Linked DNA regions of Mus musculus: all the other regions are linked to region 1. Evidence: chromatin contacts called from public HiChIP or PLAC-seq and promoter capture Hi-C data. All regions are on one chromosome and are shown on one strand. Each heading gives the region's core, a stretch centred on a gene start, on an enhancer-like site or on the middle of the called end of the contact. The rest is flanking DNA. Distances are from core to core; before and after follow the strand shown.

Region 1 (4,422 bases), core at 564-3,063:
GGTTGAACACTCCTGAGGGCTTAGCTGTCCCGGGCCCATCCTGTTTTGTTTTCCTACAAGCTGGGACCCAATGGCCTGAAGGCTGTGTTCCCAGGCCTGTTCCTAAGACGTCTTTTCCAGCAGCCCTGAATCTCTCCAGTCTCAACATTCTGCTTTTCCCGACGTCGGGAAACAGCCGGAAAAATAAACACCCTGATGACTAAACGGTTTCTCCAGCTAGAGCCTGGGGAAGCACTAAAAATAGAGGCCACAAGTGAGGGGAGGTTCCCCACGGGGAGGGCACTTTCCCATTCTGCTCCCACCATAGCCACAAGCAGGAACAAGGCTGTGTTCTCCCAGGGCTTGGGGAAGGGCAGATGCCTTCACTCAAGTCTTGGGGGCAAACCAGACTGCTCAAGGAGTACTGGCAGCTCTGTGCCCCCACCCCCCATACTACTAGGAAAACTAAGGAGCAACATTTGGGGACCATGTGTGATCCTACATAAATCAGGCTTCTGGAAGGAGGGGCAAAGTGGAAGGGTTGAAAAGGGAGGCCGAGGGACTAGAAGCCTACGTGCTTCCTGTTTAAGGAGGTACATATATGCCTCCAAGCTCTTTGCAGAATAGTCCTATTGAACTGGCCCACTATGAGCCTTTTCTGAACTCACGCAGGCCCTAAAAGGGCTCATTTTCAGCTGAGCAGCCCGTGTGGGTCATACAGTGCAACACGAGGCACTGTACTAGTCTACTGGGAACTAAACTCACACCAAATTCACAAGTTATGTACCTGGCCTTACCACCTTCAGCTTACCCAAGAGGATGGAGAGTTAAGAGATGTGCTTTGCTCTTTTCAGAAATAGTGGAAAATTTTGAACCAAAACAGTCTGACTCCGAGATTATAAATTTTCTAACCCACCACTTGTCGCCTCTTCTCATCTCTCCCACAAGAAGCCAGAACAGGGACTTTGTTCAGTAAAGCAGACCCTAGCTTGTTGAAGAACCTCTTGCTTCTGTTTTGCTAAGGCTTTGAAGTCCACGCCAGACTCTGTCATTTCCTCAAGCTCCAGGTAGAGCCAGCCGAGGACTTGTTAGTGACAGGATGCGGACAGGAAGTCTGACGGGTTAAAGGTCCAGAAGCAATGGAGCGCACAATCTTGTTGTGAAGCACTTAAAAATTCACCACGCCCAGAGGCCGTCGGGGATTTTAAAAGATTTTTTTTTTTGAGAGAGTTATATTTCTTCAAGACAAGGCTTCTGGATGTTTCCTGTGAGGCAAGGGAGGTAGTGGTTGGGGTCCCGCCCCTTTAAATTGCCCCCTCCGTAGTTAAGTGCGCTGGGGCCCGCAGGCACTAAAAGATTAGATCACCCGAGAATTATGCACTGTAGCTTTAAATGTCTGGGCGTCAACCGAGCCGGGTCAGGGGAAAGGAGGGGACCTGTCACAGGTAGAGGGAGCAGCGGAGCTCCCCAGGTAACCACGAGATAAGAGAGCGCGATCTGGCTTCGGAGCTTTGTCACACAGTAAGTGTAGGAGCTGGGGCCTACCAACACTCTTATCTCCCCAGAACTTATTTACTTAGATCCCTGCCAACTCTGGAGCTGGGGTGCTGAGGTACCCGCAGCCTCGCTCTGTCCCGCAGGCGGAGGGATCTGGGCTCCACGCGCCGTGGTCGCGCGCCCCAAAGGGGTGGGGCGCAGGCCGCGGGCAGGGGGCGGGGTTGCGTCCCAGGCCTCCCTGCCAGGCCCCGCCCCCAGCCCTGCGGGGCCCTCCCATTGGCCCCCTGCTTGTCCATCACTCTCGTCTTTTCCCCCCCTCCCATCTCGCAAGCTAGGCTGCGCGGTGCCTACGTCGGCCTCGAGTCTGGGGCTGGAGGAGTTGCCTTTGGAGCCCGAAAGGAGGAAGGAAGCAAAATATCAACAACCGTCGAGGCGGCTTGGGCGCTCGGCTGCGTGCCTGCCGCCCGCCGCCGCCGCCCCCGCGCGCACCAGGGGGTCCCGGCCCTGTGGCGCCGCCCAGGCCGCGTGGACGCGGCGCCTTCGCTGTTTCCCGTCGGAGCTGCGGCTTCGCGTAACCGAGGATTCGGCGGACCGGGCCGAGGCTCCGGGCGCCGTGACACCCCGTCCCCCCCACGGGCTGGTGAGTCACGACGCGCGTCGGCCCCTTTAAGAACCCCTCCCCCACGCCGCGCGGCCGGGCTCAGGGTGGTCTGGAGCGCGAGGGGTGTACGGGCGCCCTGGCACGAGCGTCCCGGTCCGGGCGGGGCGACGGAGGCAGTGTTGGTGCTGGGGTGTCTGCTGTGACAGCCGCGCCTGGTACCCGAGCCCCCGTCGCCTCGCGCCTTGGCGGGCGCAACGCACGTGGCTCCGGCCGCGATTTCGCGCCCGTGGGGGCCCCCTTGGTCGGGCGTGTCAGCAACGCCGGCTGGAGAACCCCTGGACAGTAGTTTGCAGCTGTTAACACCTGGCAGGACCTCTCCAGGCCTTTCTCTTGGACGGTGCGGTGCGGGCCGAGTCAGTGCGAGTGGGGTTCGAGTGGTGAGGCTGGCCCAAGGGACTACTGTGCTCCCGGCCTCCCACCTCAGAGATGGGGCAGGGAGGCCTCCCAGAGATTCCATCGAGCCCTCGGGGTTCCCAGTGGCCCTGGACTACCCAGCTTGTCCTGAGTGCCAGTTCTGCCTACGACTGACCGGCACATTGGGGCCAGGCTAGGGGAGTACAGTGGGTGGATCCCGTTCCCTCCTGCCCTACCCGTGTGAGTTTCCTCCGAGGCCTGTTTGGCTGTGTGAGTGGTGGATCTTACCCCTCCCCCTAGCCCTCAGTGGGTCTGAGCTGCCTGACTGTGGGAAGTTTGCCGTCTGGGACGGTGACCTTGGGCTGCTCTGGCCGGATCTCGGAGAGGAGCCTACTGAGTGCGCTTGGCCTTGGGAGCTGTCCACCTTCTGTTCGTCTCCCTGTATCCGCGGTAGGTATCCGCCGAGGGGAGCATTGGCGAGTTACCTGACAGTGTTCTCAGACACCCAGCTTCTGGCCTCTGGCCACCGAGCCCCAGTGCTCAGCCTGGCTGTCCCAACTCCCATGGCCTTGCCTGTGAATGAATTTCCTTCCTGCGTCTTCCAGGATGGGGGTGGGGTGGGATGATTGTGGGAGTGGCTGAGAACCTTGTTATGTAGGGTGGTTGGGGAATTCTGGAGCTTCTGTAGAGCACTTTTCCCATATACCCCAGAAATGGACACTGAGGCTTTGGGATTTCAGTGGTCATGTTCTTTGTTTGTGACTGCTGTGCCCTTCATACATAGACCCTGTGTGTGACTGCTGCGTGTACTTTTAGGGAGTCAGGAGCTTTCATTCATTCCCATACTTACCAAAGTGGTAGAGCATTTTACTTAAGGTCACACTTCAGCTTTTGTATCAGACTTATGTCTTCCCTCTTTCTGCCATATATTTCATGTAGGGAGAGACTCTAAAGATTAAGAATAAAGACACAACAAGCCTTGCTCATGCAGGCGTGAGCCTAGAGAAGAAACAGGACCCAGACAGAAAGTATGGGAAGCCTCGTGTTGGGGGATGGGCACAGGGCTTGTGCTGCCTCTGCTAAGCCCAGTGGCTGGAACAGGGTGTGGGGGACTTGGACAGGAGGCAGGTGCAGGTTGCCCATCCCCCTCTGTGTGGTGATATGGGGCTGGAGGGCCCCAGCTCTCTGCTCTGGCTCTCTAGCTTCTAGTGCACCTCCTAGGCTGGGCGATGTGACAGGCTGGCTGGCTGCCGTTATATAATCTCTCTCCAGCAGGTTTTTTTCTTTCTTCTCCTGGTCTTCCTTGGTGGTGTGTTGAAAGGTAGAGGCAGTCTCTCCAGGTTGGGAGCTGGACCGGGGGATGGGTTTAAGTTCACTGAGGCCCTGCTCTGACCCTGCTCTGGAAAGGGGCCTATGCTGCAGCATCCTTGGCCCTTATGTCCTTGGCCTGGAGGTCTGTCCATCTTCCTAGCTTTATCTTCTGTGCCAACTGAGTTTCCTGTTCTCCATGGTTTTTCTGGCCTAGCACAGGTCCACACTAGAGTTGAGTTGGTAGGCTGGCTTTTTTCTTTGTTGCCTCCACTTCTCTGTCCCCTACCTAGACAATTGTGTGGCCTACAGAAGAGCTGCAGACAAGGGGGACACTATGAGTCACAAGTACAGTTGGTGTTGTCCAGGTTCCCTAATGGGGCTGATGATCTGAGGCAGGCCCAAAGCCATCGGCCAGGGTCAGATCTAGGGCTGTGGATCTGTGGTGGTGGGCTCTCCCCAAACCTTGAGACCTTGGCCAGGACACCTGGCCTGAGAAAATTATCTCCCTTTACAGGGAAGTGGGAAGGAGGAATGGTCGCATGCCGCACAGCCTCCGCATCGCTGTAATCACTGGTGGCTTTTATGGGGCCAGAGTCCAGCTAACCCTCTCTGTCCTCCTG
Region 2 (4,422 bases), core at 711-3,210, 1.9 Mb after region 1:
GGTCTACAGAGTGAGTTCCAGGACAGCCAGGGCTACACAGAGAAACCCTGTCTTGAAACAAACAAACAAACAAAAAACAAAACAAAACACCAACAAACAGCAACAAAATCCTAACTAACAAACTCAGAGGCAGGAGATCCCTGAGTTTGAGGCCAGCATGGTCTATATAGCAAGTTCCAGGTCAGCCAATACTACAGAGACTCCGTCTCAAAATACATAAACAAACAAATCAAATCAAATAAGAGAGGGGAGGGGACACTCTTGTAGAGGACCATAGTTTATAGTTCCCAGCAAGAGCATGGTGGCTCATAACCATACATAATTTGAGTTCCAGGGGATTCAATATCCTTTTTGACCTCTGTGGGCACAGGTACATGTGGTACAGAGACATTCAAGCAGGCAAAACACTCATACATATAAAAGAAAATAAATCTTAGATGAGGTGTGGTGGCACACATTTAATCCAGAGGCAGGCAGATATCTAAATCTATACAGTGAAGTAAGTTTCAAAACGAAAATCCCAATAATGAAGAAAATCTGGATAAATGAACTAATTAAAGGGGCTAAAATTGCAACTCAACTCTAAGAGATCCCACCAAGGGCTTACAGTTCAGGTGCAGAGAGTACTCACCCTATGAAAAGGTCCCTGCGACCCCCAATCTGGAGCTGGTTTTGGGGATTCAGGTTTTGCATGACTCTCCAAGACCCCCTCAAAGATCCTGGGTTGGTGACTATCTGGGTACTTAAGCATTGAGTCTCGTAGTGTCTGCCCCTCCCGCAGTCTCTCACCAGGTGTTTCTGACTCAGGACCTGGAAGTTCTGTAGAAAGTTGGTAGGTGATTCTGGGATAGGAAAGGCCTTAAACATTTTAAGTCTTTTAAAAATCAATTTCTGTAGACTATCCCAACTACTCTGCAAGTTCTGTTATTCATCACTAACCCACTAGAAACCCATAGGGTCTCCCTCAGGGAAATTCACACACCAGGAGAGTGGGAAGGCAAGGTCCAGGCCCCCATCTCGCTGAAGATGCTATTAAAATCTCGTACTAGATCATCAAAGCCAAAGTTGCCGTGGAATCGCATCCCTCCCCTGGGGCTGAAGCTGAAACCGAATTCCTCTGGAGGCTGAGAACCATCAAACGCATAGCTCTCTCGACCCCACGCGCCTCTGTCTTCCTCCGCTTCGTCATCATCATCATCATCGTCGTCATCATCTCGAGTCATCCCTCCAAAAAAAGGATCTCTGTGGCTGAGAGTGAAGGCAAATAAGCCACGAAGACTTCAACACTGTCTAAGCCATAAAAATCAACACAAGGGCAGCAAACTGGGCCAAAGAGGGGTCTGGGCAGCTGAAAACACAGGAGATCTGGTTTCAGAACAACGTTGATGGATCTATTAGGGTTTTGTATTGTTTCTAAACAGAGCCTCTCCGCACCTCCCAACAGCTGCCAGACGACCCATGGTTTTTCTTCAGGGTCATCCAGCCTACTACTAATCGCCCAATTACTTGCTCATGGTCCTCTTCCCCAGACCCCCATTGTTTTCTCCGCCCAGGTCCCTGTTGCATCACCCAGGTCTGGAGAAAGCTGCCGTTTCTGTCCTCTTAACCACTGCTTTGATTACTGTGGCGGGGTGAGTACTCAAGAATGCGATCTTTGACCTCTCAGCAGGAGTTGAAGGGGGCGGGAAAGGAAGCTTTCCAAAAATATGATGAAGGGGTCAAGTGTCCACCAAAACACCCCTCCCGTATATCCAGCCCAGAACTATTCTCACCTCCGAGGTCCAGGAAAGCCGAAAAAGCCTCGGAAAAGATCAAAGACGCTCATTCCAGTAGGGGCACTAGAAACTTTGAAGCTCTGCAGCCCATGGGCAACACGAGACCACGACCAGCTTACGCTACCCTGTCGGATATAGCCAGGGCTCAGCGTTCGCTGCCGGAAAGCAACCCTACGGTGCGGCGTTGTCGTAAAAGTCGTAAGCCGGAGGAAGAGGCGGGGCTGACCGTGCTCCTCAGACACGAAGCTTCTATACGCTACCTTTCAGTTTTGAGTGAGGGTGGACGTGCGAAATTCCCAGTTCAAGATCACGTCCCTTCTAGGAGATTCTTTCTCCTGCTGATCTGCCAGGCCCCCGAGGGGGGTTTCCGTTTCTCTCTGGAGGGTCCCAGGTAGCCGCCAGAGGGAGTGGCCTGTTCAGAGGCCTGCTTCACCCCAGGATCAGAAAACACCCCCCACCTTGTGTTTTGTTTTAGACTGATGTCGGTGACGTCTAATACTAGGCTAGGCGAAGTTACCTAGTTCCTTAAACCGCGATTTCCCTACTGCTGAATAAAGATGCTAGGAATCTCTTCAGCTAGTAGGGAGTTTTTAAGCTTGTTTTTTTCGATACAGGGTTTCTGTGTGGTGTTCAGACTGTCCTGGAACTGATTGTAGACCAAAGGGGCTTACAAACCCGCCTGCCTAATGCCTCCCAGATGCTGGGATTTAAGGCGGTTACCACCACACGCTGCTTTTAAAAAACTAAACAGATGGCCAACTAACAAGGTAAGATTTGTAGACTAGGCAGGAACGAGAAGCTACTTGTGTCTTGGGAAAACCATGCCGTAATGAAATTTGATGGTGTTTTAATCCACTCGGGAGGTATAAGGCCAGCCTGCTCCTCACTGAGTTTCAGGCAAGTCGGCTACAGAGTGAGACTCTGACTCAAAATAAACAGACCTCCCTCACCTCCTCAGCACAGAGGATATTTGCAGTTTTGGAAGGCTGAAACAGGATCTCGAGTCCCTGGCAATATGGCTCTTACAAAGAAAAATGAAACTTCTCTTTCACGTAATTGAAGTCCAAAAACCTTTTACTGCACCATGCCCCCACCCCAGGTCTTGCTCTAAGATCATCCATTCTTTTCCCAAAATGTAGGCATTTCAAAGCCACATAAAATAGGCAAGGCAGGGTGTAGTGCTGACAACCTTTAACCTTAGCACTCAAGAGGTAGAAGCAGGCAGATCTCTGAATGTGAGACCAACCTGGTCTCCACACCAAGCTCCAGGCCAGTCAGGGTTACATAGTGAGACTGTCTCAAAAACATAACTCAGAGAACAAGAACTACTATACTCCTCCAAAGAGAAAAAGACCCCAAGATTGAGTTCTGCCGGCCAGCAGCTAATGCTGGCTTGAGACTTCAGAATCCTTTAAAACCATGCTTAGATTCCCACAAGGTCCTTTGCCTTCTAAATGTCCTTAGCTCCTTCCCCTTTCACTTCCTGAAACGTGCTGTAGATGAGGCAGTTTCTAGAAGAAATGAAGATTTGCAGTAGTTCTTTCCAGTCACAGAATGTATAAGGAAATCCCCTTAAGGGCAAAATATTAGCACATTAAGGTGAGAGATCTTAAAGGGCAAAGATTTCACTTTATTCCACAGCCTTCGAGCCTGCTAGAAGAGGCCCCAGTTGGTACGGTAATACTTATTCACCAAGCTGGTCATCGACGAGAGTGAGGATATCCTAGACGGAGCAAGAATGGGCAGAGGCTGAAGGTAGAGGTTTGTTTTTTTTTTCTCCTTTTTTTATATATATATGTATATATATATATATACAAGACACATTAATCCATTAAATTTGAAGACACAGTACAAAAAAAAACACTTCAACTAATCCATCTGACAATGCTGTTCATATTTATGACGCCATTTTGTGTGTGTGTGTGTGTGTGTGTGTGTGTGTGTGTGTGTGTCTGTATGTGTGTGTGTGGTTTGGTTTTCCTAATAATAAAGGAGGAGACTTAGGGCTGTTGGGCTGATATATATTTGGGGGGGGGGTCACCTTCCCACCTCACCCATACACCACCAGGGTGAACAGGAAGAAGTGAAGGAAAGGCAGGGCCCACAGCAAAGTTTCATAATCTTGAATGCAAAGAGAAAGGAGGAAGAGGAGGGGAGGAGAAGAAAATACAAATCCTATAATACATACAACAGGGTGGGATGGTATAGGGATGGGACAGACATGAAGCTGAGGTGTGGGATGGGCCGCTGGGGGTGTGGAGCAGCGGAATCGCCCCACATTCTTTTCTCTCTTTGATGCTGTTTCCATAGTTTCCAGGCTGAGAAGCCCTCTCAGAAGATGGGACAGGAGAAGAGGGTCAGGGCCTCAGTTGGCCCCCCAGCTGTAGCTGTTGTAGGCAGACTTGTTGGTCTGGGGCTTCTGCGGGATGGAGCTGGTCTGGCTACGTTGCCCGCTGCCCGTCTGCAGGGGAATGGGAAGGTTATGGGGGAGGAAAAAGGTGTCTAGTTAGTGGGACCAATCTGTAACATCTTCAAGTGGAAATGTGCAAATAGTCATGCTCTCTCATTTTTTTTTTTTACTTAGAACCTACTATGAAGCTTACTTTTCAAGCACAGAAAATTTGGTCTACATAGCCTCTTTTACAAG
Region 3 (4,422 bases), core at 505-3,004, 1.8 Mb after region 1:
AGAAGACACCCCCACCCTTGGGTGTCCTTTCTGAACCACAGGAAAACAGAACTCGCTGTCTCCGAAGTGCCTTGCAGCTCCTTAGGAACAAAGGGAAGTGGTGGTGGGGGCGCTGGGGTATGTTGAGTAGTAACTGAGACAGGCAGAGAGGCCCAGTCCTGCTCTCCCAAGATGGAAGAGAGGACCTCAGTCCTGCCTGGCACCATGAACAGCTAAGCGGGGATCTTCTCTTTCATCAGTGTCTTCTCCCCCAGAATCCCACCAGATGATAGTGGTGCTCAGCCTACCCCAGACGCCCTCAGCTGTACCCACAGGAGAACACTGAGACACGGAGGGGCCTGATGCTTCCCATTGCATCTCTCTGAACCTCAGGCTCCTCCCAAAGCTTTATGTCAATCCTGTAGAGGATTAAAAACGTGTAAAATACAGGGTGGGTTAATACCTGAAATCCCAGCACTCAAGAGATAGAGGCAGAAGAGGCACAAGTTTGAGGCCAGCCTGGGTTATGGGAGAGCCTGTCTAATATATATATATATTTTCTTTATATATATATATATAAAGAAAATATAGGTAGGGGTAACAAACCAAGCTTGAGGAATTCTACCTTCCAGGCAGAAAGAAAGCCTGGAAGCCACTGTCCCCACGACCAGCACAGGATAAATCTCCCCCATGTCCTTTGGCTCTTTCTATGTTGTTGAATAAGCCCTCAGCCCCTAAAATAACCTGTAGAGAAGCAGTCTCCCAGTTCCTCCAGAAGAGACCAGGCAGGCTGCTGGGCCTGAAGCCAGAGCCCACAGAGAGGCCTAGACCTACAAGGCAGAGTGCAAGGAAGGTAAACACAGTGCCCCTACCCTACCCTCCGCCTGGTCCACCTGCTAATCAGGGAGGGCTGGGGCAGGGGGCGGAGGCACAGTTCCAAGAGGTCCCACATCCTTTGCTGTCAAACTCACAGGATTGGGATGGATGTGGGTGTTGGCATTCTGCATGCTAGGGCTAGTTGGCTAAAGGAGTAAGTTTGTGAGGCGGGAACACCCATGACTCAGAGCCCATGATGTCAGACCCTTCACCGTCGGGTCACTGTCATTACACACGACATGGAATGTAGTAGAACTAAGGAAAGCCACGCGAGGTGCCACAACTAAAGCAGAGAGAGCCAGTGGCATAAAGGACTCTCCAGAAGGGACTACTACTGTTCCACTAGGGCGCGCCCTCTGGGTATCTCTTTTTGGAGCGACCCGGGATGCAGTTGAGTAAGACTGGGAACACTGGGAACCAGACACCAGAGTCAGGTTTCAGGAAAACACACTGTCCTGTACTCAGACTTGAGGTAACTGGCCAGACACAGACAGGAGCACGCAGTTATAGGCGCTAGACGCAACAGGGGGCGCGCGAACCTCCACCGCGTCAGCACAGGTGAGTCAGCCCAGGCTAGCAGCCGGTACCGGCGGGGCTCACTCTGCGAACGGAACCAGACAGTGTCACATTCCCCACGCCCGCTCCGGGTTCCTCTTACCCAGCGCGCGGCAGCTCCCGAGGACCAGCGCGACCGCGGGCGCGGCCAGCAGGGCGACCAACAGCGTGCAGCCGACGGTCAGCATGCTTCCTTCTACGCGGGACGGCGGGCGGCAGAGCGGCTCCGCAGCCGGGGCCGGGCGGCCGGCAGACTGGGGCAGCGAGAGCAGTCGCCCTCGGCCTCGGGCTCCACACTCAGCTCGCACTGCGAGCGCTCGCCCCGGCGTGGCTCAGATCGGTGTGGGCGCGACTTCCCACATGCACGTGACACACAGCAGCCGGCCGTCCTGGCAACAGTGAAACATTTGAGGAACCGGTGCTGAAGCTCCTCTTGGCAGCCCCGGCTCGCGGTTACGAAAGCCCAGTAGGATGGCGCAATCGGCCAGCGCTCCGGGCCACCGGAGGGGGTTACTTCCTGCAGCCGCGCCACACCTGAGCCCCCAGGGACCCCCACCAGGGCCCCTCCCCAGGTTTTGACGCTGAGATAAGGAGAAATATCCCCCTCCTTCCTTCCATCCGCGCCTCCGCTTGAGTTTTGCTTTCATGAGCGCCAGCCAGTGGCTCTGGCTGTTAAAGTAGAAGGCAGGTCAGTGTCCTGGGTGCTTACGGGAATCAAACAGGGAATCCGAAAAGACACCGATGTCTGCTTCGAGCCCAGAGATTGTGATTTAATTGGTCTGAAGGAAAACTTAGGCGTCCATAACCTGAGAAAAAGATTTCCTCTCATCTTCCAGTGGAGGAGCAGCTCTTTGAAGGCTACTGCAGAGGCAACGAAACCAGTGTGCGCTTTTGAGTCTGGCCCAGAGACACATGTGTTACCCTCCTCAAGATTGCTATCCCGATCCGGAAGTCTCAGTTTTCTCACCTATTAGAGATGTATTTTTAAGCCCATGATAAAGATTCCTGGAAACACTGTCGATGTACCTGGAGCCTAACTGCTCAACAAGGAGTAGGGCTTTGATTACCCATCATGACTTGACTGGACACAAAGGAACCGGCGTTTGCTATTTACCAGACTCCACCAAGGTTCCCTTCCAAGCTACAGAGCTTGAAGCTACAGGGCAGCTTCCCATGCAAATGCAGAGGGAAAGAAACACACTGAAAAGAAAATTTAGGGCTGGTGAGATGGCTCAGCGGTTAAACGCACTGACTGACTTCCGGAGATCATGAGTTCAAATCCCAGCAACATGGTAGCTCACAACCATCTGTAATGAGAAACAAATAAAACCTATGGGCCTGAGCGAGCCGGGCCGGAGCAAGAGGGAGAAGGGAAGGGATAAGAAAAAAAAAAGAAAGAAAAGAAAATGTAGATGGGGAGCCCTGGACCTACACCAGTATGTTTTAATGTATTCTTCCATTTCAGGGTTCAGCTGATTAGAGTCCATGGGGCAACTGGAATGTGTGTGTGCTGGCTGAACCCCTAAATAAGACATGACCTTATTTAAGCAACATGCTGGCCTCAGACCTAGGCATCCACCGCTCTCTGTGGATGTCAGAACCAAACCTGTACCCAGGACAATGGGATTGGTTTTGATGGCACTTCCTCAGCCACGCTATAAGTCGGAGAGAAAGGCATGGTTGTTCTCTCTCCCTGTGGTGGGGCAGGCATTTGGGAAGCAGAAGCAGGTGAATAGCTGTGAGTCTAAGGCCCTGTCTAAAAAAAATACATATTTTTTTCTCCTGCTATTTAAAATGGGATTAAATAGCAAGAGGATGTGGTAGTACACACCTGTAATCCCAAAACTCTGGAGGCTGAGGCAGGAAGATCCAGAGTTCGAGGCAAGCATAGTGGAACTTGCCCTATCTTAAAAATATAATTAATTTCCAACAGACTCTCATTGTGCTGCCTCCTTCCTTTCTGTGGTAAACAGAGACCTGAAAATAATTGCAGAGAGACAAGTTGCTGGCCTGAAACAGGAAGGCTACAGAAGGCTGCCAGCTCAGATAGAAGGAATGTTGAAGGCAAGAGCAGACATCTCAGACACGACCCGGCAACCCTGGCCAAGTGGCTTCCCCCCATCCACCCCGTTTTGATCCTGGAGTGTGGGGGGGGGGGTGTTCCATAGTCAGATGAGTTTAGTTCCCATCCCAGGTCTACTGCTTGATAGCTGTAGGATTTGGGCAAGTTATAGTTAATTTCTCTGTGTTGTTTAGATATTTCTCAACCCTAATTTTAATGATGGTTTTTAAACACTTTAACCTCCCTCCTAGAGGCAGTGGAAATGGAAAGTTATTAGGATACAGGAATTAGGTAGTTAGGATATTAGGAGGTGGATCTGTCTAGAAATTGTTCTTTGGAGCAAATCCCATCCACTTGCAAATACTTGATGAATATAGCAGCAGTCCAGGTCGGTAGTGTCAGGATAACAAACACAAATCAACAGCAGTGTTGGCACAACCTAGCAGAAACAGCCAGGCCTCGGCCGAATCTGCATGAGTTAGCAGGAGTGATTAGGCCTGGAGAAGTTCTTTGCCTTACTTCTCTTAACAAAGTGAAGATCAGCGAAGAAGACCAGGAAGCATTGCAAAGCTAGCTATGCAAGCAAGCCCTTTCCCACTGTCCATTGAGTCTTAGTTATCCGCTCTCCAAACATAACGTGTTCTCAAATGGGTCTCGCCTCAGTATGTGAGTCTGTCTTAGCAAAACTCCACTTGAGTCTGTATCAGCTGACATCACTCTGCCCGAGTCCATGGAAGCAGCAAGAAGCCACCAGAACACCACTAGAAACGTTTCCAGTATGTTTCTCTCTATGGAGTCACAACAAATGGAGCTCAACAATGAAATGTAAGGTGAACTGATCCTTGCATGTAGTTAGAGAAGAATCCTACATCATGGGTCCTTTCACGGGTCTGCTTTAGCAAAACATCCTTTTACCTTGTGTCTGCTTCAGGAAAATACTCCTTCATGTC
Region 4 (4,422 bases), core at 751-3,250, 1.6 Mb after region 1:
ATAATTTCTATTTTCCTTAATATGAATTCCATGAGGGTAGGTTGTTTTTAATCACTTGCCTCTGCATTCACTAAATAAATATATCTACTTCATTTCCAGTTCAGATGGCAACCACACTCATGCCCAATTATCTTAGGTATGATTTTACATGAAGCTTAGCAGCAACCAAAAGAGCTGAGATGCTGAGTGAAGTAGCAATAGAAGGCACCATGCCCCACTGACCTTGACTTCTGGGTTTCTCAATGACAAAGCATAGCATGGATGAGGCCCTGGGCTCAATCTTCAGGACAATAAGTAAATGTATACATTTAAAACTTGTATATGGGGTTGGGGACATGGAAGACCTAAAGTTCCAGTTCCTTGGGTAAGGGCTAAAGGTCATGTGATCTGTGAAAAGTTCTAAAAGGAAGTGTGTGGGGCTAGTAGAATAGGGGAGTTGAGCAAGGTGGTGCATGTGTGCCTATAAGTTAAGCACTGGGAAGCTAAGACAAGAGAATAAGATTCAGGCCAGCCTGGACTATATAGCAAGACCCTGACAATAACAATAAAGGAAGCAGGCAAGCAGACAGAACAGGGTAAAGGACGTGGAGACAGACTTAGAAGTTCTGCTCAGTATCTATACATCCTGACCTTTATCTGTAAAATACAGGTTAAAGCACTCACCTTGCAATGGTGTTAAGGGTTAGAAATATTTGCTTAGTATTCCTGGCTTGGGGAATGCTTGATAAATTAGACTTTTTACAATTACTCTTTTTGTGTGTGATGATGGGGGAGGGTGTCAAATTTGGAGCTTCTACTAGCTAAGCAAGCATTCTACCACACCCTCAGCCCTTATTTATTAGTTATTTGGCCGAGAAAGGAGTTTACTAAGTTATCCAGGTAGGCCTTGGCCTTCTGACTCTCCTAGATAGTTGCGACTACAACCCTGTTCTGCTAGGACTGGCTTACCCTAGTATTTTATGCTTCCAGCTTGTGGACATAGGCACAAAGATGGTATGCAGCTAAATGTTCAGGCTGCTCTGGTCATTAGAAAAACCAGCCCCACCCACACACCCACACTCATCCCCCCAGGCTCAAAGAACACGAATTTCTTAAAACATACGGAGTTAAACTTGGCCTAGTAAAGCTTTCTGCTAACATCACTGAGTGAATCAGTAGCCCAGCACCAAGGTACAGTCAGCTTCCAAAAAACATAGAGGTGGTGACGGTAGACGGGCCAACGGCTCACATGATGAATTGGTCCCAAACCCATCAGGCCTTACAACATCCTGGCACCTGCCAGTTTGCAGCTCTGGGTTTCAGGACCCTCCGTTGTCCTTTGTGATAGTGCCACCTAGTGGGAACGACGAGGTACTGCCGCAAACTTCAAGCCCCGTTCAGGATCAGTGCGACGAGGTGGGAAGAAGAATAGCAGGTAGGCGTGGGTGTCGTCTATGCAACCCCTAGCTTAGTACTCTGCACTCACACATAACGAAGCCCTGTGATTCTGTGGAGGAAGCCGCACCATCTGTCCCCTCAGACGTAGCTGACCAGCGACCATACTCGATACTTCAGTATCCCTGCACAGAGCCTTTGGGAACAGGCTAAAGAGGCCTCCCCGTCTTGTACAGTGCCATTGTTGTGATGGAGAAACTGAGGCTCCCCAGGAGCGTAGATAACCCAAGGTCACACACCATAGAGGAACCGCAGGGAGATCCAAGTCCGTTTCTCCGACCGTAGCGAAAGGCGCCTTCCCGCCGCAGACGCGGAGGCCGGTGACCCGGCCCGACGACCCCCATGGGAATACAGGACAGACACGGCCATGCGCCGCACGCGGGGGCCGCGGGACGCAAGCAGGAAGCCAGAGTCCCGCGCGGGGAGCCCCTGGGAACACAGGCACCGGCCACGTGACAAGAGACGCCGGCCATGTGACAGGGAAGCGCTGGCAAAGGCCCCCCGGTGCACGGTCACGCACGACGCACGTACACGCACGGAAGCGCTTCGAGCAGCGAGGCGAGGGCCTAGGGTCACATGTGGAGGGTGACAGGCGCGGGCCGGGGGGCGGGAAAGACGCGCGGATCACGTGCCGGGGGCCGGAGCTCAGAGGTCACGTGAGGCCGGAGGCGGGGCCGCCGCGGAGGGGGAGGGGCGCGCGGCTTCCGGCGGCCGTGGGGGGGGTGGGCCGGCGAGCGGAGGGGGCCTGTCCCGGAGGTGGCGGCGGCGCCATCTTGGCGAAGGGGGGATCAGGAAGTGCGGACCGCGGCGGCGGCGGAGCCCGGAGCGGAGGCCGGAGGCTCCCGGCCCGCCGGCCCCGGAGCGGAGCGGAGCGGAGGATGCAGCAGCCGCAGCCGCAGGGGCAGCAGCAGCCGGGGCCGGGGCAGCAACTGGGGGTCCAGGGGGCGGCGCCGGGGGCCGGGGGCGGCCCGGGAGGGGGCCCGGGGCCAGGGCCCTGCCTGAGGCGGGAGCTGAAGCTGCTCGAGTCCATCTTCCACCGCGGCCACGAGCGCTTCCGCATTGCCAGCGCCTGCCTGGACGAGCTGAGCTGCGAGTTCCTGCTGGCCGGAGCCGGAGGGGCCGGGGCCGGGGCTGCGCCCGGACCCCATCTCCCCTCCCGGGGATCGGTGCCGGGGGACCCCGTCCGCATCCACTGCAACATCACGGTGAGGACCTCGCTTGCGCCACGCTGGGGGTCCCTTGTCTGGTGATCGAAATCACACCATACAACCTCCTGCTCTCGAAGGACCCGGAGGCCAGAGCCCCCCTCTTGGTGCTTGGCTCCTTCTCTCCAGGCTACACTTGTTTCTTCAGCTTGAGGTTCTGTGGTGCAGTCACAGTCTCTACTGTTGACCCCTGAGAGCAAGGGACATCGGGACATGTGGCCCCTCAACCACCTCCTCCTATGAATCCACCCACACCTCAGGTTTTATGATTTTGGCTCCTTCTGCTTACTCCTCCACAACTTTACCATGTCACCTAGAAATGACCCATTCTTCTCCCCACCCCAACTCTAATAAGATTCCAGGCCTGTGCTGGAAGGACGTAGCCTGGAACTCAGCCCGGTTCCATAATGACCCTTCTCAGTAGTTCTTTCCACTTATATGTACCCACCTGTAGGCTCCCTGCCTAGGCATCCCTCGTACAACCCCTCTTTGCTCCCTGAATTTCACTAAAGAATAGTGCCGTTCATTGACCCCACGTTGGATCTCCTCTTACTAACTCTGGTGTAACTAACCTTTAATTCCTCTTTTTGCCTTGGCTCGTAGCAGCTTTGCCACTTCCTCCCCACTCCTGGGGTCACATCTGCTTATCCTAGGTGACTGTCACCTTTTCTGGTGGTGACAGCAATGTGTGTTTTGAGCGGCAGCAGTGCCATCGCTCCCCAGTAGGCATCGTTCCATCCTACCTATCCTTGGTCAGGAGGCATCTTCCATGCGTCCTGCCTTATTTTATTCCCTAGTGTCCCTTGAGGAAATTGTTGGGTGCAATTTTATAACAGCTGGTACTGCGCGATACAGTGCTCACGTTGTTGGATAACGCCCACTGTAATGGTCTTGTCCCTCCTGGAGCACCTTTATCCACACTGGAAACGGGAGTTGCCTGGGGGGAAGACAGACGTGAATTTTGTGGTTCTTGGAGGCTTTGATTCATTTTTTTTTTCATGGTGTTTTCTAGCCCTTTCTGCCACCAAACCAGGTCGTGGTTTGGTGAGGTAACTTTGGGAGTGGAGTAATAATGAGATACTTGAGTTTTGATGGGGCCTCATCTATCCCAGCTGAGGCTTACCTCACCAAGCTAGGACCACCAGGAGTGGCTCAGTCAAGTAAAGATTGTAGCATCTTTGGTACTGTTTTTCCTGCAGCACTGGTTAGAGCTGTGGCATCGCTAAGATCCCCAGTAGAAGTGGGTAAGGCTTCCTTGGCATGTGTTGAAACATCAAAGATTGGATTTTGCTAAGTGGATTCACTTACGGGTAGGTTTGCCTCCTCCAGCTGCTTCCTTTCGGTTGCCAAGGCCATCTACTATCTTTGTCTTTGGGGGTTCTCAGCTGCAGTGCCCATGGCCCCTCTAAAAGAAACTTGGCCTACACTGGCCCTCTTGCCTTGGGCAGAGGAGGGGAGTCTGTTCAGGCTCCTGTGGCATGGTGGCTCAGGAATGCTGGGAATGCCAGTAGCATAGGCTCTGTTCTCCCAGCCCATGCCTGGGCTCAGGATGAGGGCAGGTTCCTGAGGGAGCGGTAGGGAGAATGGGTCTTAGAGGGACTCTGGGGGGTGGGGGTGGATCTTGCTACTAGCTTTGGAGACTATTTTATTAGTTCCTTCTCCCCTGGTGGCTACAAGCCTGCATTTTTCACATCAGTGTGACTGTTATGAGGTGATCTTCCCTCCCCTGAGTTTGGAAACACTGAAGGAGTCTGGCCTGGTGTGGGAGAACTTGGAGTGTGGC
Region 5 (4,422 bases), core at 760-3,259, 1.4 Mb after region 1:
AAACTTCCAGGCCTAGAAATTAATTTTCCGCAGCACAGAATCTATATCTGTCATGAAAGTCCAGTACTAGCAGCACATTTTTGCTTCTAACAATGTATTAGTATTAATTTATTTTCGATCATAAAACCTAATCATGTGATCTGGAGCCTTGAGTCAGACTGTTGACTCTGCGGATTGAAGAGGGAGGGAAATGAAGGAGGCAGGTGAGAAGAGGGACTGGGCAGGCTGACCATGTTGGAAAGTAAGGTAGGGACTTGGGGGCCTGTCTGATGATGGAAATGTGCCTGAGACACTAGGCTTGTACCAGGGCGTGTGCACATGAGTGCATGTGTGTGTGTGTGTATGTACACATTGCTCCATCATCATTGATAGCAATCTTGTGCAAGATTGATTGTCATTATCAGGTAGCTGAGGGTGTGGTTTATGGTGCAAGCAGTTTACTCTCAGTCTTCATAGCAGCTTGCAGAGGCGAGGACTGGTATGCAGAGGGCACTCAGCTCATTGGTGGGAACTCTACCATGCTCCCTGGCATGGCGATTTGATGCTTGCTATTCAGGGGGAAAGCTCTGGAAGCATGATGGGTGTGTGTGAGCAAGTGTGTGCTCATACCTGTACACGGGTGTGACCACACACATGCATCTGGATATGTGTACTTCCACACTTATCTAGGGGAGACACTAGACAGAGGCCTGAGGATGGTGGGGAGCTGGGAAGTGGATAGGAAGATGCTCCCTCTTAGAGCCCAGGTGTGCCTAGAGGAATTCATAGCACTCCCCCCCCCAATTGCTAAGGCTGTCCCAATTAAAAATGGAAATAAATTCATCTCTGGTCTTGTCCCCTTGGAGAGTCTTCTGCACACAGTGGGAGTCTAATAAATACTTTATGAGGAGGAGTCTGAACCAGGGAAGCCAGCAGCTGTTTCCAGCTCTGACTCTCAGAGACCCATGGGGCAGATCAGACATGGAGCCACTGGGATTTCCAGTCGTCCTCATCGACCCTGAGGTGACTCCAGACCCAGCTGTTCTGGAAGAGGCTGGATCCAGGTTACTAAAACATCCTGCTTTGGGGAAGTTGGCTCTTCCTTGACAGATTCTCTTTGGCCCTTTCCCATCCATCATGTGGATACTATTTATTGAACAGCCACTGTGTGTTGATCATCATGGGGGGGGGGGAGCATCTAGGCAGCGGAAGAAGAGTGGTGGACTCAGGCTGATCTCTGCTCAAATCCTAGTGCCTTTAATTACAAGCTGGGTGACAAGAGCCATATTTCTTATCTGCGTGTGAGTGGGCTTCTTTTCTTTCCTTTTTCCTTCTTTTATTTCTTTTTTTAGGATGATGACGTCACTTCATAGGGTTGATGTGAGGATTGGAAATAACAGAGGCTCCTGTACACAGCGCAGGTGCTCTGACAGTGGTAGGTAGGTGAGCTTCTCCCTGTCAGGAGTGGGTCCCTTCTGCTTCTGTCAGTTTATGCTCAATGCCTCCCGGTGTTAATTTTCTTTGTAAAATATGAGCACAGTCCCTATCCCCTTGGGCTTTTGGAAGATGTACCTGGAATCCAATGTGTAAAACAACCTGTACAGATACTGGCTATTAATCAACGTTTGTCCTCCGGTCCCGGTTTCCCCAGCATGGTGACAGCTTCCCCTTTAGGGTGCTCTCGATCCCTTCCTTTCATCGCCCCAGCGCCAACATTCAGCCGGGATTGCTGTGGGCATCAGTATCCTGACCGTACCTTTCAGAGGAAAGAAGGCAGGTGCTCAGCTTGCGGGTGGAGTGTGGAGGGGTTGGAGTGGTAGTGGTCTTGGAGCAAAAACTACAGTTCCCAGCCCTCGTTGCGCTGCCACCCGGCGAGGAGCGAAGGATGGCAGGCCCCTTCTTGGAGGCGGAGCCTGAGAGGGAGGCGGAGTTTGGAGGGGTTGGAGAGTTAAGCCAAGCCAATGAAACCGCTGGCTAATAAGTGGGCTTGGCTTGCCATATAACAGTGTCAGGAGGAGGAGAGCGAAGCTATTGAGCCAGCGAGGAGTGAAGCTGAGTCTGCTTCATACACTCCTAGAGGACCGCCTTCAGAATAGAGTTCTTTTCGCCCCTTCCTCCTTCCCCCGGCTCCTCTCCTGGCTTTTCTACCCGCCCAATACAATGCATACTCGAGTGGCAGCCCCAGAGAACTGAAGCAAACCAAAGAGAGAGGACTGGAGCCAAGACACTTCTGGTGGGGAATCTTGGATGCCTGGCTTTCTTTGAGGTCATCTTTGGAACGAGGGTGGCTTTGGGGTGGAGGGTCGTGCTGCAGGGAACTCAGCCAGGCCCCAAGATGGACACTTCTGGGCACTTCCATGACTCGGGGGTGGGGGACCTGGATGAAGACCCCAAGTGTCCCTGTCCATCTTCTGGGGACGAGCAACAGCAGCAGCAGCAACCGCCACCACCGCCAGCGCCACCAGCAGTCCCCCAGCAGCCTCCGGGACCCTTGCTGCAGCCTCAGCCTCCGCAGCCTCAGCAGCAACAGTCGCAGCAGCAGCAGCAGCAGCAGTCGCAGCAGCAGCAGCAGCAGGCTCCACTGCACCCCCTGCCTCAGCTTGCCCAACTCCAGAGCCAGCTTGTCCATCCTGGTCTGTTGCACTCTTCTCCCACGGCGTTCAGGGCCCCCACTTCAGCCAACTCTACCGCCATCCTCCACCCTTCCTCCAGGCAAGGCAGCCAGCTAAATCTCAATGACCACTTGCTTGGCCACTCTCCAAGTTCCACAGCCACAAGTGGGCCCGGTGGAGGCAGCCGGCACCGGCAGGCCAGCCCCCTGGTGCACCGGCGGGACAGCAATCCCTTCACGGAGATAGCTATGAGCTCCTGCAAATACAGCGGTGGGGTCATGAAGCCCCTCAGCCGCCTCAGCGCCTCTCGGAGAAACCTTATCGAGGCTGAGCCTGAGGGCCAACCCCTCCAGCTCTTCAGTCCCAGCAACCCCCCAGAGATTATCATCTCCTCCAGGGAGGATAACCATGCCCACCAGACTCTGCTCCATCACCCCAACGCTACCCACAACCACCAGCATGCCGGCACCACGGCCGGCAGCACCACCTTCCCCAAAGCCAACAAGCGGAAAAACCAAAACATTGGCTATAAGCTGGGACACAGGAGGGCCCTGTTTGAAAAGAGAAAGCGACTGAGTGACTATGCTCTGATTTTTGGGATGTTTGGAATTGTTGTTATGGTGATAGAGACCGAACTGTCTTGGGGTTTGTACTCAAAGGTAGGGACTGTGGTTTCTCTTTATACATTCAACAAAAGGAGTATGTAGACGAGAGAGAGAGAGAGAGAGAGAGAGAGAGAGAGAGAGAGAGAGAGATTGATTTTGAGAGATTTCCTAACTTCCCATGTTTTTCTTCCATGGTCCTGTGAGAATTCCTTTCTTGCTTCCCTTTGTGGGGACATCCCCACACACTGTGTCTAATGTGCAGACTCTGTGTTTGGGAGGATTAAAGAATCCCTTCTGAGAAATCGCTCTTTTCCTCCGGGCTCACGCGTACTAAAGCATAACCCAGCAGCTTAACGCACCAATTAATTACACTCTGCCTTGATGTGTTTGCCAGTTCCTGCTACTTCCCTCCTCGCCTCCCCTCCCTGCTCCACTCCATTCCCCCCCCCCCATAAAAAAGAAATAAATGTCTGGGTGGGGGTGGGGATCCTGTACCGTTCCCCAGCTCCCCCCCCCCTTCCCAAGTTTCTATTTCCCTTCTCTTCCCAGAGAGACTCCAGGGTAAAATGGAGATGTTCCCGAGTCTCTCCCAAGGGCACCGGGTTAAAAATATAGGTGGAGGAAATCAGCAGTCTCTTCCCTCAGGAAAGAGGACTCAGAATAAACCTGCCGCTGCCTTGTAAACATGCCCTGATAAAAATGGCTACAGGTGTTACCCAGGCAGAGCATGGGCACCGCCTTGCCATCACTCGGGGAACGGGGAGCGCCTCTCCTTAGGATGGGATGACAGGGCTTCCCCAGCGGGTCACCGCGGAGTCGGCACCCCAGCTTAGCCCTGGTTCTTCCCTCCCACCCTAACTCCTTCTCCTTGGGATAAATAAAGATGAGTGTACGTGTGTGTGCACGCTGGATGGAGAACGGCAGGCACAAGGCACTGTCTTGGGGGTGGGGTGGGGTGGGGGACGCTCCATTGCTCTATCCTTTCAGTTGGAGGAGAGAGCTTCCTTCCCAGAGGGGAAGGAGGTCGAGGAAGGTGGGTTTTTGTCAATGCTGCATTTGCCAGGAAGCTGCATGCCAGAAGGCTTGGAGGTGCAGGGAATTGTTGGGCAAACGGTTTCCCCTACTGTACCACTTGGTCCCAGTTTGCTGGTGTTTGCATGTGTATATGTGTACTCGTGTGAGTGCCTGCTTGTTCTGTGTATTTGTGTATTTGTTTGTCATTTTGG
Region 6 (4,422 bases), core at 733-3,232, 1.3 Mb after region 1:
ACTCCACCCACATTGTTCCTGGCCCTGCCTTTGATAGCACTTGGTATGCTTTTGAGCATCTGAGGAAAGCATGGAATGCAGTTTGGGGTAAGAAGCAGAGGGAAGGGGCTGGGCAGGTATATCCAGGATGGGAAATGTTCATACTCTGGACTGGAAAACATCTGGTTTTGGAACCAGATGGAGCTAATTTCATCATTTAGAGGTCTAGACCTTGATACAAGTCTCTCAGCCCCTTACTTAATTTTATGTATGTGAGTGTTTTGCCTGCACGTATATTAGTGCACCATATACACGCAGTGCCTATGGAGGCCAGAAGAGGCTGTCAAGATTCCCTGGAACTGGAGTTACAGATGGCTATGAATCACCCTGTGGCTTCGAACTCAGAGATCTTCCTGCCTCTGACTCCTGAGTGCTGAGATCAAGAATGTGTGCCACCATTGCCTGGCTTAGGCAAATACATTCGGAAGTTTTGTGATTGGGACTAGAATTCCAGGGAAATTTGATTCCAGGGTGGGGCTGAAGGAAGGGGTGAGTTATGTCAGGCAGGTTCAGAATTCTGGGTGGAAGTTCTGATTTCTTTTGAGTGAGGGCTTAGTGAGCAGGAGGCCACAAGTGACTTCACCCTATATAGGCTTCGTTGGCCTGGTGAGAGCCAGCTTTCGGTGGGACCCAGAGAAATATTTATTGCACAGAGGTGGGACAATGTGCTGACTTACAAACTGTGAAATCACAGTGCTTAAAACAAACAGTCTGCTGTGAGTGGATACTTTAAAGTTTACAAAGTATTTTGTTGTACAGTTCTGCTTTCCTCTGTTTACCAAGCCTCTCACTTCCTTCTCTTTATTTTATTTTATTTTATTTTATTTTATTTTATGGCCCAGGCTGGCCTGGAATTTGTCTGCTTCCATTTCCAGTGCTGGCTGGCACTTGCCACTAAACCTAGTTTATTCAGTGCTGGCCCTCAAACCTAGGCTTAGGCAGAGGCTCTATCAACAGACAGACATCCTCAGTTCTGGCGATCCTCCCCGGTCCACTCTTTCTGTACCTGACCACTCCTGTTCTTTATTTTAAAATGATTTATGTGTTTTGCCCGTATGTCTGTGTACCTCGTGCATGCAGTTCCCACAGAGGCTAAGGGAGGGCTTTAGGTCCTCTGGAACTGCAGTTCCAGCTGGTTATGAGCGGCTAGGTGGGTGTTCAGCAAGGGCAGCCAGTGCTCTTAGCTGCGGAGTCATCTCTTCGCCGAAGCCTCTTTCGAATACGCAAAGAAATGATTTTCCTAAGAGTTTCTTTACGTTTCACTTTGGTTTTCACAAGACTTTGCAGTCTTATACACTGGAGGCAGTCATAGGCTGCAGGCTTTATTTTGATAAGCTTAGAAAAATGTAGGACAGCAATTTATATCTACAGATAACAGTAAGTAGGTGTCAGAACACTCTTAGTTTTGCCTCTCAACTTCTGGCTGGATGTTGGTCTCCGGAGGAAATTGGGTAATCTTGTTCAGAGTGGCGTCAAAACTCCTTAACCTAAGTTACTAATGTCACCAATGTTCTTTTTCGAGATTCTGAAAAGCTTTGGAGAGGAGTATGCGGCTAAAGAAAAGATCACTTAGTTCCAGCTGGAGGCTTCAGCAGTTACAAAACCTTTTCAACAGTGAAATAGCATACTGTTCATTAAACCCCTCCCTCGCTATGACGTCAAGAAACACACCCTATCATGTCATTGTCTGGTTACTTCTTTGGAAAGAGCTATTTTTAGTGCGGGGCAAACACATATTTGCTTTAGAGCATGAGTTATAACGTACAAATTAAAAGGCAGATTTGAAAATGCCTTCAACATTACTATTTTTCTTTATCTTTATGTTTGGCCGGTTGTGTAGAAGGGAACTTGAGGCTAGTCTTTCCAGCGTCACTCTCGGCTCACCTTGTCAGCCGAGAAGGCGGGGCCATGACGTCACATCTGGGCGGGCGTGGACTGTTCTAAGTGCGTGCTGCGCAGGGGGGGGAGGGCGGGGGGGGGCGGGAAAGGTACTTAGATACTAGGCTGCAAGGCTCTTTCCCTTCCAGTTTCTACGCCCATTCTCTGCGCGCTGGTTTCGATGTGGGCTGTGTAGTGTGGAGAAGGAGTGGGATCCCTCCTCCTTTTTGCTTCTACTGAGCGGGTCCACTTCGTGCTTGGCTGCATTTCAGGGGTCCGAAGTGTCAGCTTTAGGCCTGGTGAAGCTTGGTGGCACCATGGCCCCGCTCGGAGCCTCCCCGCGTCTGGTGCTGCTGTTTAGCGGGAAGAGAAAATCCGGGAAGGACTTCGTGACCGAGAGGCTGAAGAGCAGGTGTCCGCGGGTGCAGGGAAACCGAGGAAGGGCGCTACCGCAAGTGATGGAGGGCTTTATGGAGGGAGCTCGTGGAGGGCAAGGAGGGACAGGATGACAGGGCAGGGGAAGGCAGACCCTCACGGTCAGTAAAACAGCAGCCTGCACAAATCTCCCTCAAAGAACTAGGGGACTGCCACTGCAGATCTATGAAGATGTAGCTCTGCCTTCAAGAAACATGAATTACTACTATTACTATGCTGGCACCTTCAACGTGCCATTCCTGTTTGATGATTGTGGTCTGAGGTAACTGGCCTAGATAAGGAGACTAACAAGACTGTAAAGGTTTTTTTTCAAGACCACGTCCTGAGTGTGTCTGCTGCAAAGAGAATCTGCCCAGAACACCCTGCAATGGCAGGAATTTATGGAATATTCTATGCCAGGTGTTGTGCGTCTATATCATCTCATTTAACCTATTTAGCTTCTTTACCAAATAGTGGTATTAGCAATCCCATGTCACAGATGCAGAAGCAGGGGCCCTTAGGAGCTAAAACCTGGTGTGTGTGTGTGTGTCTCTGTGTGTGTGTGTCTGTGTGTGTGTGTGTCTGTGTGTGTGTCTCTGTGTGTGTGTGTCTCTGTGTGTGTGTGTGTGTGTGTGTGTGGTCCAGCAGCAGGGAGAGCTCATACATGTAGGAGTTCAAGGCCAGAGTGGACAACATGGTGAATTTTTAGTATTAAAATTTTTAAATTTGCTAGGGTTATAAAGTAGCAAACTCAGGATTTAAATTCAGCTTGGCCTGCCTGGAGACACCGTTCACTCACTCTGCCCTGCCTGGAAACACCATTCACTCATTCTGTCCTTCCTTTCTAGATATTTATTTTCAAAGATGTGTTTATGTGATGGGTGTGGGTTTGTGCCTTGGTGTGTGCGAGTGTTCTTGGAAGCCAGAAGAGGGCAGGTGATCCCCAGAACTGGAGTTACAGATGGTTGTGAGCCTTCATGTGGGTGCTGGGAATAGAGCCTTGGTCTGTAAGAAGAGCAGCACTGGGATTAAAGGCATGTGCCACCACACTTGGCCCATCTTCAGCTTTTAAGAAAGCATGGTTCTCGGGGTTGAGCTAAGACTGTCAGGCTTCTGAGGCTCGCCTTTCCCCCAGCCTTTTATTTTTCTTAAGTGATAAGAAAATATTCTAGGAAACACTGTTTTTTGTTTTCTTCTGGAAACTTGGGCTGGGAAAGCAGAGAAGGGGGAGAGAGAATGCTGGGGCTCCTCTCCAAGGGCAAGGTGGTCAGGACACCACGTGTGAGGTACCACAGCCATTCCAAGAGGTTCAGGGGAGCCCTGGGCTGAGGTTCTTACCCCAAACCTTTACCACTAAATAATCACCATCGGTGTCTAAACTTTACTTGTTCTTAGCTCCACACATAGGCAGAAGAACAGCCGGAAGCCTAGACGATGGATGGGGTTCGGCTGCTGGGAGTTCACGGCCTGGCTCAGTGCTTAGTGGATGGTGTACTGCAGATGTCTTATCTGTTCTAGTCAAGTTCTGCTATTGTTAAATGGGCATTACATGGGATGGCTAAAAGAATCAAAGGAGCCAGCCTGTCCCGGAATACAGTGTTGGCTATTTTAATTTACTGTTTCATTACCCACAATGTTACTTTTCTTTTCTTTTTTTTTTTTTTTTTTTTTTTGATTTTTCGAGACAGGGTTTCTCTGTGTAGCCCTGGCTGTCCTGGAACTCACTTTGTAGACCAGGCTGGCCTCGAACTCAGAAATCCGCCTGTTTCTGCCTCCCAAGTGCTGGGATTAAAGGTGTGCGCCACCACCACCTGGCACAATGTTACTTTTAGTTAACTTTCTTCACTCATCCTCATTTTCTTCATCTGGAACAAGAACCAGGCTAGTGAGGTGGTTCAGCAGACAAAGGCACTTGCTGTCAAACCAGTTGTCCTCTGACCCCCCCCACCCAGAAATGATTTTTTAAAGCGGGGAGCACCTATTTCATAGCACACAGGAAACAATTGTAAGTACACTGAGTATCTCAAAAGGGCAAATTATTAATGTTGCGGTAACCAGGTCAACGTTTACTAAGGTCTCTGTGGCTCTGAG
Region 7 (4,422 bases), core at 1,122-3,621, 1.1 Mb after region 1:
CCTCCCACTGAAAGCCAGGCAGCTTCTCTGAATTCCCCCAAGCTCTGCCAGGGAGAGGCTCAGCAGAGCTGCCTGCCAACTTGCTTTCAACCCGAGTCCTTGGCATGGGTGGTGCCCATGGTGATGGTGGGGTTCCACGGTGGCCACCCACTACCCAGTCATCATGACCCCTTAGAGGCCTGGCCTTGCAACTGCTTGCAGCCTCTAAAATGAGACTTTCTGGGCCCCTCCCCCACGGGGGGGGGGTAGAGAGAGAGAAGCAGAGGGAGGCTTTTAAAATTCCTCTCTGGAGAGATAAACATAGAAGCCATTTCAGAACAGGTATTTCAGCTCTGGGCCTGGCGTCTTTCCCCTATTCCCGTGATGGGCACTGACTCACTCGTGCCTCATCCACCTCGCTACCCGCCCAGGCGCTCTTGAGAGCCTGTGAAATTTTACCTCGTCAAAAGTGAGCAGCCCCCAGGACCCCAGGGCAGCCCAGGACTGGTTTGCCCCAGTGTTGGCCTCCGGGCAAAAGCGGCAGAGAAATCTGATAGCTGAGTATCTGTCTCTCCAGGACCAGGGCCTAGCTCACAGTGGCACCTTTCTCTGCCACTGCCTTTGCCTGGAGCCTGGTGAGCCCAGGATTAATGCCCACTACCCTGAGTCACCTATGCAACCCTACACCCGCCCTGTTCATTGCCACCTCATCTCTTCCCCCAAGCTGGGCCTGGCTAGACCGCCCATGACCTCCACTCTAGACTGGCTTTCCTGTGGCTGTAAATAAGACAGGGTTATGTGTGTGTCCAGAGGGCCAGGGCTGAAGCTATACTTAGCGTACTATCTCCTACACTTAACCTGCCTGTGACACTTAAGTCTCCATTTGGAAAAGGGGGCTCTATTAGTGGTGGAGTAGACAGGGAGGGGGGCAAGGAAGAGGCTCCTTCCTGAAAGAGAGGAAACCTGGGAGCTTGGGAACGGAAAAGGCCAGGGTTCCCCCCTCCCTACTCATGACTTCCCGTCCCCTCCTCCTCCTTCAGCCGACACCTGGCATGGGCATAAACAGGGACTTTGCTCTTTCCCACTACTAGGGCAGGACTAGGTCAGGAAGGCAAGGGGCAGGCGCAAGGGCAGGCGCAAGGGCTGGTGGGGCGCAGCAGCACTCCAGGGCCAGGAAGACAGTGCCTTTAGGGTGGCAGCTGGCTCTATCTTGCCCTCCGACATGCCCTAGACAACAGACCCTCAATAGGCAGTGCCAGAGGAAACTGGCCCAGCATCTCTCTCAGGGGAAGGGGAGGCAGGCTCACTGGATCTGGGAGGGAGGGGTTTAGTGGCATTCTGTGGCCTCGACTTCTCACCTCTTCTTGTTCCACCATATCCCCCTCTTAGGTTTGGCCCTAACACTCTTCTCATAACTTGAAGAAACTCAAGGGCAAGAACAAAGGGCCCGACAGTGTCTTCCTCTCAATACCATTTGCTTCATAGCCCTAAAACCTGCTCCGGAGAAATTACCTCCTTCCTGTTACAGCCTTTGTAGCCCTGTGAAGCCCCACTCTGCTCCTCCCCAAGCTTCCCAGCGACACTCCTCTTACCAGTCCCTTAGTGTGACCACCTCAGCCACTCCCTCGGTCGACCCATACACAGCATGTGCCTAATTTATGCCCCCCCCAACCTTGGAGGCACTCTTCAGGGTCATCTTAAACACAGAATGAATATCTAATGCCCAAAACCTAGATTCCTACGGAGGTTCTTTCCAAGGCTCCCTGAGCGCTGTGCTTACTCTTGACGTCCATAGGTGCCTGTTAGTATACAAACGCCCAAGTGGCACACAAAAATGAGAGTGCACAGAAGTTTCATGGGGGGACTTAGAGAGCCCCGGAGGCCAGGGCCAACGTTCCAATTCTCAAGGCAGGAGTGCCCAGCAGGAGAGCCTTACTTTAGAGTGATGAGATGCCAGAGGGCAGAAAGAGAGGGCTGAAACAGCCAGCGCCTGTGCGAGCAGGCATGAGCAGGTTTCTGCCCTGGTCGGCTGTTGCCAGGTAGTAAGGGGAGATACAGACGGAGGTGGGGAGCTATAGAGTCCAACCCATCCCTGGCCACCTCTCCTAGGCGCAGGCCAGGGGTTGGCAGGGACAGTTACCCTGCGAAAGGCCATTGCCAACCCGGCACCCAGGCTGCCAGGGAGTCTCAGGGCTTACTTGGGATTTGAACTGTTCCAGAAGACGATGTGGCGGTCAGCAGCGGCCAGACTGCAGCACAGACCCAAGAGAGGGGCCCAAAGGAACTCCATAGCGCGGGGCCGGGCCGAGCCAGGCCAGGACGAGAGCTCTGCAGTGTAAGGTTCCCACAGGCTTCTCCACGGTACAGTAGGCACCACGATCACAAATCTGGCCTCTTCGCTGCTCGACTCCGCCTTTTGGGCTGGCGCCGCCAACACCAGCCCCGCCCTCGCCCCGCCCGACGCGCGCTGCCCCAGGGCTTGATGGCTACGTTGGAGGTGGAGGAAGGGAAAAAGACTCTGGGAGGAAGGACTCCCATATCTCAGCGACGGAGAGCGCTCCGGGGTCTGCACAGATCCTCCCATAGCTGTGTGTGCTCACTTACGGGTGTGGGGGTGGGGGTGTCTATGTGAGGCTCTGTTGGCTTTGTGGGACTGAAAGCCATAGCAAGCTGGAAAAATGGAAGAACTTATACGTGTGGGTCTGGGAACCAGTGGCTTCAGGACTTGGCTTTGCAGCGCGGGGCGCCAATCTTGTCAGGGTGTGAGGTGGGGGGATATAACCACACCTTTCCTGAGATTCACACCCAGGCCCGCGCACTCGCCTTCTCACACTCTCTCGTGACCCCCTCCTCCCCCCGCCCCCCCAGCAACACTCCCCCATGCCTTGACTCTGGCTTGGCTGCCCCTCCCCACACAGACGCGGCTGTTTGTTTTTGTTGGGTTTGTCAATGTTGTCTTTGTTCAAGAGATTGTGTCATCGCTTAGATGCCGGGAATAAAGTGCGACGTTGTGTGTGATCGAGCGTGTAACGTGTGCGGCCAGGGCTAAGGGCTACTCAGTCCATCAGTACTTTATGCGAGAACTCATAGTTGGGCTCAGGGGCTGTAGGGGGGGATGTTCCTAATATTTTCAATAGCGCCAACGTACGCTAATGACCTGTTTATACATTTCACGTGTGTCTTGAGCGAATGCGCGCTTGCAGATGGAATGTGGGAATATGGTCATGAAGAGTGACAAACTAACCGACCTGACACATGTACATATGGCGTGTGTAAATGCGTGTGATGGCGGGTAGGTGTAAAGACACTTGTGTGTGGAAGCGTGTGAAACGCCTGACATACATATGCTAATGTTTGTGAACAGTGTGTGAAGAAGAGGAGAAACGTGTTTGGGCGTGCAGCGGGGGTGGATTGGAGTGGGGGGTAGTTTGGGCGGCTGTGTTTGACTGAGTCTGACTTGGGTCTTCCAGTCGGTGGGCTCTCAGTACCAGGCTCAGAACCCCTCCCCCTCTCCATGTAAACAACCCTGCAGGAATTCACCTCTCGAATCAGCAGCTGTCTGGAGAGGGGTTGGCGGCGTCTGCGCCTGAGATGGAGCTGGCGGGCAGGTGTTTGATTAGGCTCGAGTGCATTCTTGGAGCCGTAAAGTCAAAAGCTGAGTGCTTGGTAGTTTGCGTGTGTGGCGGTGAGCCCGTGTGCGTTGCAGGGTGTGATGGGCGGGGGTTTCTGTCCCTGGTCTCTCTTCTTTGCGGCTGCGCATCAGGGCAAGGCGCGGACCCGGGGCTCTTTGCAGGGTCCGGCCCAGCTTCCGAGGCTTCCAGGCCGTTTCATCCCGGTTTTTTACGGCCAGGCTTGGCGGCAGACCCTGTAATTACATCGGGCCAGGACGCCGTGGCCAGCTCGGTGCTGAGCCTGCAGGGGAGGAGCCAGGAATTGAGGAGGGCTCTGGCTTTCCTCCTTCCCTCCTAGGAGGTGGGCCCTGCTTGTCGCTCTCACCATAAATATTTACTGAGCTCCAACTAGGTGCCGCGCCCCGTAACCCCGCACTAGGGTCAGGGTCCGTCTTTACTCAAGCATACGCCACCGGTGCGCAACCTGCCCTAGGCGACGTGCCTGAGTCCCATGCGTGCGGCTCGTCCCTCCTTCCGGGTTCGAAGTTTATCCGCTGCCCTAGGGAAGCACCTCACGCGCTTTTTGCTCACCTGGAGGAACACCAAGGTGAAAGTCTCCCACACACACCACGAGGGTTCCTTTACTTCATAGGGTTTGGTTCTGTTCTCTGCTTAGTGCCCGGCGCAAGCAATAACAGTAGCCGGTCATTGTTGAGTAATATCACTCACTCTAAAGGTGCAAACTTGTGGCTGCTGTGAAACTCAAAGAGGAGTTAGATAGTGTAACATCTTTAGAGAAAATAGCCCAAAATTGCCCCCGGGGAAGATGGCT

Evidence for each region. Promoter capture Hi-C pulls out the DNA fragments that hold promoters and counts their contacts. HiChIP or PLAC-seq counts read pairs in DNA pulled down with a chosen protein or histone mark. Capture Hi-C pulls out chosen DNA fragments and counts their contacts.
Region 2: a contact with region 1 is called in a promoter capture Hi-C map of pre-B cells, with 5 times the contacts expected there. The contact joins the promoter of Hax1 here to the promoter of Mef2d in region 1. A contact is called at or near these places in 3 of 39 promoter capture datasets (the C10 cell line, liver and pre-B cells), 1 of 484 Hi-C or Micro-C datasets (B cells) and 2 of 115 datasets of contacts at active chromatin or transcription factors (pancreatic cancer cells and thymic regulatory T cells).
Region 3: a promoter capture Hi-C map of liver shows a contact between it and region 1, with 3 times the contacts expected there. The contact joins the promoter of Il6ra here to the promoter of Mef2d in region 1. A contact is called at or near these places in 4 of 39 promoter capture datasets (hippocampal neurons, liver and pre-B cells), 1 of 484 Hi-C or Micro-C datasets (B cells) and 1 of 115 datasets of contacts at active chromatin or transcription factors (pancreatic cancer cells).
Region 4: a contact with region 1 is called in a promoter capture Hi-C map of pre-B cells, with 2.7 times the contacts expected there. The contact joins the promoter of 4632404H12Rik here to the promoter of Mef2d in region 1. A contact is called at or near these places in 2 of 39 promoter capture datasets (liver and pre-B cells), 1 of 115 datasets of contacts at active chromatin or transcription factors (pancreatic cancer cells) and 2 of 9 other capture datasets (adipose tissue and liver).
Region 5: a contact with region 1 is called in an HNF4G HiChIP or PLAC-seq map of pancreatic cancer cells. The contact joins the promoter of Kcnn3 here to the promoter of Mef2d in region 1. A contact is called at or near these places in 1 of 39 promoter capture datasets (liver) and 1 of 115 datasets of contacts at active chromatin or transcription factors (pancreatic cancer cells).
Region 6: a contact with region 1 is called in a promoter capture Hi-C map of liver, with 2.7 times the contacts expected there. The contact joins the promoter of Pmvk here to the promoter of Mef2d in region 1. A contact is called at or near these places in 2 of 39 promoter capture datasets (erythroid cells and liver) and 1 of 9 other capture datasets (liver).
Region 7: a contact with region 1 is called in a promoter capture Hi-C map of liver, with 2.4 times the contacts expected there. The contact joins the promoter of Efna1 here to the promoter of Mef2d in region 1. A contact is called at or near these places in 2 of 39 promoter capture datasets (both in liver), 1 of 484 Hi-C or Micro-C datasets (B cells) and 2 of 115 datasets of contacts at active chromatin or transcription factors (double positive thymocytes and pancreatic cancer cells).

What each region holds. Positions count from the first base shown.
Region 1 is chr3:88,140,559-88,144,980 of GRCm38.p6, forward strand. Mef2d (myocyte enhancer factor 2D) reads left to right here and starts at 1,814. Exons shown (of 12, transcript NM_001310587.1): 1 at 1,814-2,116.
Region 2 is chr3:89,996,756-90,001,177 of GRCm38.p6, forward strand. It overlaps Hax1 (HCLS1 associated X-1), which reads right to left and starts at 1,961. Exons shown (of 7, transcript NM_011826.4): 1 at 1,773-1,961; 2 at 983-1,248; 3 at 632-819. The coding sequence starts at 1,825. It overlaps Gm19710 (predicted gene, 19710), which reads left to right and starts at 2,005. Exons shown (of 4, transcript NR_045749.1): 1 at 2,005-2,166; 2 at 2,390-2,542; 3 at 3,417-3,530; 4 at 4,360-4,422. Ubap2l (ubiquitin-associated protein 2-like) reads right to left here. Exons shown (of 28, transcript NM_001165984.1): 28 at 3,533-4,236. The coding sequence ends at 4,141.
Region 3 is chr3:89,911,442-89,915,863 of GRCm38.p6, forward strand. It overlaps Il6ra (interleukin 6 receptor, alpha), which reads right to left and starts at 1,755. Exons shown (of 10, transcript NM_001310676.1): 1 at 1,514-1,755. The coding sequence starts at 1,598.
Region 4 is chr3:89,771,400-89,775,821 of GRCm38.p6, forward strand. 4632404H12Rik (RIKEN cDNA 4632404H12 gene) reads right to left here and starts at 2,001. Exons shown (of 2, transcript NR_130957.1): 1 at 1,103-2,001. Ube2q1 (ubiquitin-conjugating enzyme E2Q family member 1) reads left to right here and starts at 2,210. Exons shown (of 13, transcript NM_027315.4): 1 at 2,210-2,639. The coding sequence starts at 2,313.
Region 5 is chr3:89,518,155-89,522,576 of GRCm38.p6, forward strand. It overlaps Kcnn3 (potassium intermediate/small conductance calcium-activated channel, subfamily N, member 3), which reads left to right and starts at 2,010. Exons shown (of 8, transcript NM_080466.2): 1 at 2,010-3,250. The coding sequence starts at 2,315.
Region 6 is chr3:89,457,136-89,461,557 of GRCm38.p6, forward strand. It overlaps Pmvk (phosphomevalonate kinase), which reads left to right and starts at 1,983. Exons shown (of 5, transcript NM_026784.3): 1 at 1,983-2,329. The coding sequence starts at 2,235.
Region 7 is chr3:89,277,274-89,281,695 of GRCm38.p6, forward strand. Efna1 (ephrin A1) reads right to left here and starts at 2,372. Exons shown (of 5, transcript NM_010107.4): 1 at 2,178-2,372. The coding sequence starts at 2,269.